Linked DNA regions of Mus musculus: region 1 is linked to region 2. A link is a contact called in public Hi-C data. All regions are on one chromosome and are shown on one strand. The core of a region is the stretch at or near the end of the contact, and the rest is flanking DNA. Distances in the headings are between cores, read along the strand shown.

Region 1 (3,771 bases), core at 710-3,209, 110 kb before region 2:
TGTAAGATCGAGAATCGACAAATGGGACCTCATAAAATTGCAAAGCTTCTGTAAGGCAAAAGTCACCGTCAATAAGACAAAAAGGCCACCAACAGATTGGGAACGAATCTTTACCTATCCTAAATCAGATAGGGGACTAATATACAATATATATAAAGAACTCAAAAAGGTGGACTCCAAAAAAATCAAATAACCCCATTAAAAAATGGGGCTCAGAGCTAAACAAAGAATTCTCACCTGAGGAATACCGAATGGCTGAGAAGCACCTGAAAAAATGTTCAGCATCCTTAATCATCAGGGAAATGCAAATATATATTTATTTTATATATATCATGAGTATAATGTAGCTGTCTTCAGACACACCAGAAGAGGGCGTCAGATCACATTGCAGATGGTTGCGAGCCACCATGTGGTTGCTGGGATTTGAACTCAGGACCTCTGGAAGAGCAGTCAGTGCTCTGCCTCTTGCCCCTTCTCATGGCTCCTTAGTCTTAAATTCAAGTATTGACAAGACTGCTTCTTTACATACTTCCCTCCTGTGGCAGACATACATATTTATCATGATGGTGTTCTTTCCACCCGAGCCCAGACATAGTGTCAGGAGAAAGAATGCAGCAGCCTGGTGTTCCACCAGTGTCCCAGAAGTGGAGGGAGAACTTTCCTGAGGCCTAAGCAGTTCTTTCTGGGCACTGTTATGAGTTGAGTCATAGAACGGTGCCTGAAGACACCCAGACATTTGTACTGCCTAGCAGTGAAGTTCCTATATGAGGAGCATAGAGGGCAGGCCATTAACTGTGCTTGTCCCTATGAATAGTGGGCTGCCAGTTGAGCCCAAGATGTATGGTGCTCCTTGGTAACAAAACCTTCTCTGTTGGTCTGGGCATGGTGGTATTCATGCTTGATTCCAGCTATGGGGAGCTAGACTAGGCAGATCCTTGTGAGTTCGAGGCCAGATTACAAACTATAGTGTTACTTCAGCATTAGAGTGGTCGGTCTCAGAGAGGAACAGATTCCAGCTCCTAAGCTGATGCTTTGTGCCTCCCCACGCTAGGCCTGCAACACACAGCAAACCCAAAATTCAGGACAGGAGATGGGTTTGTAAGGCTTCCCTTTCCTAGCTCAGTGTACCTCTGTTTTCCCCCGTGAGCATGCAGAAAGCAGCAAGAAACAAGGGCAGAAAGTCCTTCCTCTGTAACCTCATCCGAGGTGCCCACTGAGGTGCCCAAAGTCCACTGAGGGGTCAAAGTTTGCTCTCTACTGAATACCTTCAAAGGGTATTGAGACCACTCCTTACCACCATGCTTGGAACTGTCCCTTAGTCATCCCTGGTGAGACCAAATGTCACTCTCATTTCCATAGCCTCTGAAGCCTTTCATCTTTATCTCCACCTCTGTGGGGGTGGGGTGGGTCCTGGGCTCTGTCTGTGTGTGACCCACTTCCGGTACGTGGCATACCCATCTGCGGCTCCAGCTAGGGAGTGTGAGCTGATGCCAGGCCTTCGGCTGGGGACAGTTAGCTGACAACCCTCTGCATTTCTCAGGTGTGAGGCAGGGCTGGCATTTGCCAGCATCATGAACTGTAGAGAGCTGGATTGGTGATCCTGCTGAGCCTGTTCCCTGGGCTTGGGGGTGGGGGGTGGGGTGGATGAGAAGTTTCTGTCCTAATCCTAGGAGGAGGTGGAGAGGCAGTTACAGAATACCAGTTGCTTCTGTAAAGCTTCCCAGCCTTGGGACCCTTATGCGGTGGTGGGGCTGAACTCCCACTTGATAGGAAACTCCGTGTTTTGGTCCATTACTTACTTGGCCCTGGAATGTGGCTTCTTGTATCTGGTACTTCAGAAGAAACATGCTATTTTATATGCACAGCAGCTTCTTAGTTGCCGCTACCAGTCAGTTGATCTAGCTTGCTCAGGAGATAAAACTTAACTTCCCGTTCTGTACTCAGCAACCTGGGCTCAGAGGTGACGTCTTTAAACCTTAAAATTCTGCTGTCTGCACAGAACGCCAGGCTCATTCATGCAGTTAGGAAATACTTAGCCAGGCCCCTGGGGACAAAGTAGTCAAGAGAAGACATGGCTCTTGCTGACAAGGAGCTCTGGCGGCGAGGCATTAAGAGTTACTTTATCACAGTTGTGAGCAATACTGTAAATGTGTAGAGGGTGTGGTGGGACAGAGAGAGGCACTGACCTGTATGGTGGCCTGCCAGGATGGCTGCCTTGATGGTGTGTAAGCTCAACAGGAGGCCAAGAACGCTCAGACAGGACAGAGGAGGGCAGAGCTGACTTGGGCATTCACTTTCAGTTTGTGGTGATATTTCCCCCGGGGTGGGGGTGGGGGGATGTTGCACAACATCTGGAGACATTTTAGATGGTCCTAGCTGGGCATGGAATGAAATATTGCTGCTGTCTTTAATGTGTAGAAGCCAGGGATTCTGTTAATATACGGGACAATCCCGGCAGCAAAGAATGATCCAGGCCTGAGGCCCTTGGTCCTGCAAAGGCTGGATGCCCCAGTGTAGGGGAATGCCAGGGTGGGGAGGTGGGAATGGGTTGGGCAGGGAGCACCCTCACAGAAGCAGGGGGAGGAGTGGGTGGGATGGGGATTTCCAGAGGGGAAGCCTGGAAGGGGGATAACAGTTGAAATGTAAATAAATAAAATATCCAAGGAGGAAAAAAAAAGAATTATCCAGGCCCAACAGCAGTGGTGCTGATATTGAGAAACTACCATTTCCCAACCAAAGAACCAGAGTAAAGGCGGTGATGTTGGGAGAACAATCAAGAAGGGTACATGAAGGAATCAGTGAGTAAAGGTGCCTGCCTGTCACCAAGTCTGGTGACCTGAGTGTGAGTCCCAGGACTCACGGGAGAAGGAGAGAACAGATTCCCACATGTTTTCTTCTGCTCTCTACATATATGCTGAAGAACTCACACGCCTCTGCCATACACAAAATAGACAAGTGAGGTTTGTGTGTGTGTATGTGTGTGTGTGTGTGTGTGTGTGTGTGTGTGGTGTGAAAGCCCTTTTGGCTAGAGAGAAAGCTCCTATAAGGGTGACTAGTGTAGTTGTAGTGACCTTTCCCCCAGCACTGGGGATTTGCATAAACCATTAAAGGTTGTTTTGTATTGGCATCTAATACCTGAGACCCAGGAGTACAGCTAAATGATGATAACCCAGCCCTCATAACCAAAAACAAAACGAAACAAAACCTGTCAGGGCCCCTTAGCAGGTACAAGATTTGAGAAATCCCGAGAGAGCTTGTGAGAGTGGCGGTAGGCATGGTAATCTGCAGGAGTCTTGGTCTAGACTGGTGAAAGGGTGTGGAGAAGTGCGTAGGAGAGGAACACGCAGGAGACCCAGTCATCTGCAGGCTTGCCAGCCCCTCCACTAACACCTCCATCAACAAGAGTAAGCAAAATAGGCAGTGGGCGCTCGCAGTCCCTAACGGTAAGTGTTCCGTGAACATCTGTTGAAGGAATACTATGGCATCAAAACTTCATTTTGTTCACTGACTGTGCTGGCTGTTTCTATGTCAACTTGACACAAGATAGAGTCCTCAGAGAGGAGGGAGCCTCCATTGGAAAACAAATGTCTCTAAAGCTGGTATTATTAAAGCATTTTCTTAATTAGAGATCAATTAGTGTGGGAGGGTCCAGACCATTGTGGGTAGTGCTATCCCTGGGCTGGTGGTCCTGGGTTCTATAAGAAAGCAGGCTGAGCAAGCCAGTAAGCAGCACCCCTCCATGGCCTCTGCATCAGCTCCTGCCTCCAGGTT
Region 2 (3,637 bases), core at 747-3,246:
TCTTCCATCTACCCCTTAGCCCTTTTACCTGGGCCGCTCTGGCTTAAGTGATCTCTCAGGGCCTATCACATCCTCTTTGAAAAATGAGTCTAATCCTATAAGATAATCACAAATTTATCTCATCCACAAGTCCCCTTCCACCCTAGGGCCTTAGGCCTTGTTTATCCGTTCGTTCTCCTAAGTGCTCCGTCCACAAATGAATGGTGAATGACATCCATGCTGACAGCTTAATTGGCTAATGCCAGAAACACCCAGACTGTTAGCCAAATCTAAGCCCAAATCAAAGCTAAATTTTACTATGCTTGCGTCACAACACTGTTTACCAACTGTGTATTTTTAATAGGTTGAGAGAGTTTTACTTTGTTGAGTAAAGGGCAGGGCCCTACAATTATCTGCATGTATCCTTCAGTCCTCACAGCTGCCCTGTAAAATTGGCCTGGCAGGCATTATTTCTATTTTCAAAACAGATCGGTTAGGTCTGCCATGGTGGCGGATGATGGGGAGTCAAATCCTTCACTTGCAGGCCTGCCATGCTTCCATCCTGATACAGTGAGCTTCAGGGGGTTCGGGAACCAGTGAAACCCCAAACAGCTTAGTGTTTTAAATCACATGAAAACAAGTGACAGTGGAGGTACACGTGACAAACACAGTTGTTGGCAGGCAAGATGTTTTAAAGGGCAGGCTCCACTAAGCCCTTAAAAAGAAGTGTTTGCATGGATGCAGAACATGAGCTATTTCTATTGTATTCCTGGTATCCAACCTCGACTCTCGAGTTTGTGCACGATCTATATTTACACGTAATTACAGAGGGAGCGTAAAGAAAGTAATGCCATGGAATCTGCAATGTTATCCTATATAGTGTTTCAAGACACTCTCCCTTGTTTTTATGCTCTCTATACTCAGCCCAATGAACCACTTCTGACCACCACTGTCTAAAGCCCATGTTAATATTCTTACTTTAGACTTAGGTTGGATATAATTACAACTAATAAAATATGTTGGTATTTATAATCTCAAAGTCTAGATAATTGTAAAGACTGTCACCTACATCCTGTTTGTTTTTCATGAAAAAGCCAAGGAAGCAACGAGGAAGTTTCTTATCTTATCCAGAAATAACTTATCTTCGATCAGTGCTACCAGTAATTTCAGGATCGCTAGGCACCACCTTTGAGAAACAGAATTATAAAGTGCTAAAGGGCACTTGGCCTTACCTAACCCATCCACAAGTCCTGCTAGCATGGAGATGTAGGTATTTAATCTCCAGTGTGCGAAATATGGGCTGGTGGTCCCATGGCCCCAGGGATGAGATTGGCAGACAGGGCTGGGGCAGTAAGTGACCTTGACAGCGCCCCTGCCCCCCAGAGAAGCTCAGAATGGTCACAGGATTGGGGTAGTGGTGCGACAGTCTCTAGGAGCCCCGGGGAGGCTGAAAATGAATACTGCCAGGGGACAGCAATCTGGTCGCGTCCGCACCTCCCTCCTAGAGGGAGACCTAGAGGATGCTCCGCTACGCAGGGTCTCCCCGCTCCACTGACGCCTATAGTGGAGCCGTCTCCGAAGGAGGCCCAAGGGGGGCTCCAGGGAACAGTACCATCGGGCGGCCAGCCCTACCTCCTCCGTGACTGTAGGGCAGTAGAAGATGAGCACTAGTGTGGTGACCAGGTTGATGGCGAGGCCGATGAGGGTGATGGTGTTGGGGGCCATCCAGAGCGGGATCCATTGGAGCAGCCAGGTCCAGTAAAGCTGCAGCGGCGGCTCGAACAGCGACTCTCCCACCGCGGTGTAGCGGTGCTCCTCCAGCCGCCGCAGCTGCGCGGCACTGAGCGGCTCACCTAGCGCCTTTACCCAGCGCGGCGCCGGCCTGGCCCCGGCGCCCGCCGCCATGGCTGCCTGCGGGGCCCGCCGCGACCCGGCGCAGCCCGCGGCCCGCGCGGGGGGCGGAGAGAGCCGAGCGAGGGCACAGCGCCCGGGCCAGCTCCGCCGGTGGGACTCACTTAGCAGCGGGCCGCGGGGGCGGGGCCGGGCCTCGGGGGCGGGGCAAGGCCGGGCCACGGGGGGGTGGGGCCTCAGCGAGCTCGCGGGCGGTGGCGAGGCTGGGGGCGGGACCGGGGCGGGGCCTCAGTGAGCTTGGCTCTGGACGCCCCGGGAGGGGTCAAGCAGCCTGCGCTTTCAGACTCAGGTCGAGGGCAGCTCTGGCCCTGCCGCTGTGACTTTTCTATTGGGGCTCAAGGGTTCGCCCTCCTCTCCAGCCTTTGCTCAGGTTTCCGTGACGACGCTTGGCTAGCCTGGATCCTGGTTGAGCTGGTTTTTTTCTACTGAGTGGTAGGAACAACTCTGACTTGTGTGTCTATGCCCCGGCCTCTTATTAGTCAAGAAAATGTCGCCTACTGAAACCTGGAGTGGTCACCATGTATGTACTGATCAGAAAGTACTCAAGCACCATGGGAATATACAAAGGCCCCTCCGCATATTAACTTAGTTACCCCTCACTGCGGGATCAGACGGCAAGGTTTTAAAACAAACAAACAAAACCCCCAGATCTTAGAAATATTGTCGTCAAAGGGAAACTGAATGTTTGAAACTCAAATGCCTGTTTTTTCAGACCACTTGACACTCCTTCCTTGGAGCAGAGAAAATTCTTAGCCAGTTTCACAGTTTCTTCAGTGGAGAAGGCCGATTGCCACATAATGGAAGGTCACCAGCTCCTTACTTCACAATGCACCCATTTGGACTGGGGGCTGTCATAAGCATGTTCTATTGCCTAACCAGACATAGGCTGCCCACTTGATCTAGACGTAGTGGGTCTGATCTGTATGCACCTTTCTAACACATCAGACAAGCTGGAAACTACTTTCTGCTTTCTTGGATTAAGCAACAGAGGTCATGGGATACACTCTTCCTCACCTATTTTGAGGAACGGTTAGCAACTTTTGGCTCAAAAGACAGGCCTTCCATCTCATTCTCACAGCACACTACAGAAGTATGCGTCTTACATTTTTTAATTACTGGGAAAAAAAACAAAGAATAAAGTTTATGATGTTAGAATTGATATAATTTAAATCTCAGTTCTGTGACTATAGCTGTGTTTCTTCCCACAGAGGTGAGGAGTTGTATAGCACAAGATGACTTACAAAGTCTTGAATATTCATTACCTGGCCTCTTACCAAAAATAAAATAAAATAAAATAAAATAAAATAAAATAAAATAAAATAAAATAGCTGGGTGATGGTACTGCAGGCCTTTATCCCAGCACTTTCCAGTCAGAGGCGGGGGGGGGGGGGGGGGGCAGGGGATTGGTAACACTTACATTATAGATTCCTAGTACTTTATCTTGCTCCTGGACTTTGAACTAAGCACCTTGCTGGGCCCTGCTAAGCTTTATCTTCAGTCCTTTGTTTGCTTTGATTTTGAGACAGAATCCTGCTACGCAGCCTAGACTGTCCTTGAACTAATTGCCTCTGCCTCCTAAGTAGCTCTGATTACAAGCAATTACACTTGACCTCTTCCAATGCCATGCTGTTGTAAAGGGGCATACAGCATGCTCAGAAGGTATCGACGATTGCTTTAGGCTACTTCTAGGTCAAGTACAAGGCTTGAATGAGACAGAAGTTCGTTTTGCCCAAGCATCGTGTCTGGG

What was found. A called contact is a pair of places that touch in the nucleus more often than the background predicts.
Region 1: a Hi-C map of the G1E-ER4 cell line shows a contact between it and region 2, with 1.6 times the contacts expected there. The contact joins the enhancer-like site here to the promoter of Chpt1 in region 2. A contact is called at or near these places in 4 of 39 promoter capture datasets (3T3-L1-derived adipocytes, hematopoietic stem and progenitor cells, pre-B cells and 1 more), 23 of 484 Hi-C or Micro-C datasets (the Ba/F3 cell line, CD4 T cells, CD8 T cells and 14 more), 7 of 115 datasets of contacts at active chromatin or transcription factors (bone marrow-derived macrophages, effector CD8 T cells, embryonic stem cells and 2 more) and 3 of 9 other capture datasets (adipose tissue, liver and pancreatic islet).

Annotation. Positions count from the first base shown.
Region 1 is chr10:88,388,317-88,392,087 of GRCm38.p6, forward strand. All of the region lies in intron 1 of Gnptab (N-acetylglucosamine-1-phosphate transferase, alpha and beta subunits), which reads left to right. Among named protein-coding and RNA genes, the nearest start is that of Gnptab, 11 kb to the left of the region's middle. Within about 2 kb of position 1,960, at least 188 of the 459 cell types and tissues checked have an H3K27ac peak or open chromatin away from gene starts, as enhancers often do. A contact at or near this core is called in 3T3-L1-derived adipocytes, the Ba/F3 cell line, CD8 T cells and 14 more, where this site is marked.
Region 2 is chr10:88,501,974-88,505,610 of GRCm38.p6, forward strand. Chpt1 (choline phosphotransferase 1) reads right to left here and starts at 1,997. Exons shown (of 8, transcript NM_144807.3): 1 at 1,612-1,997. The coding sequence starts at 1,884.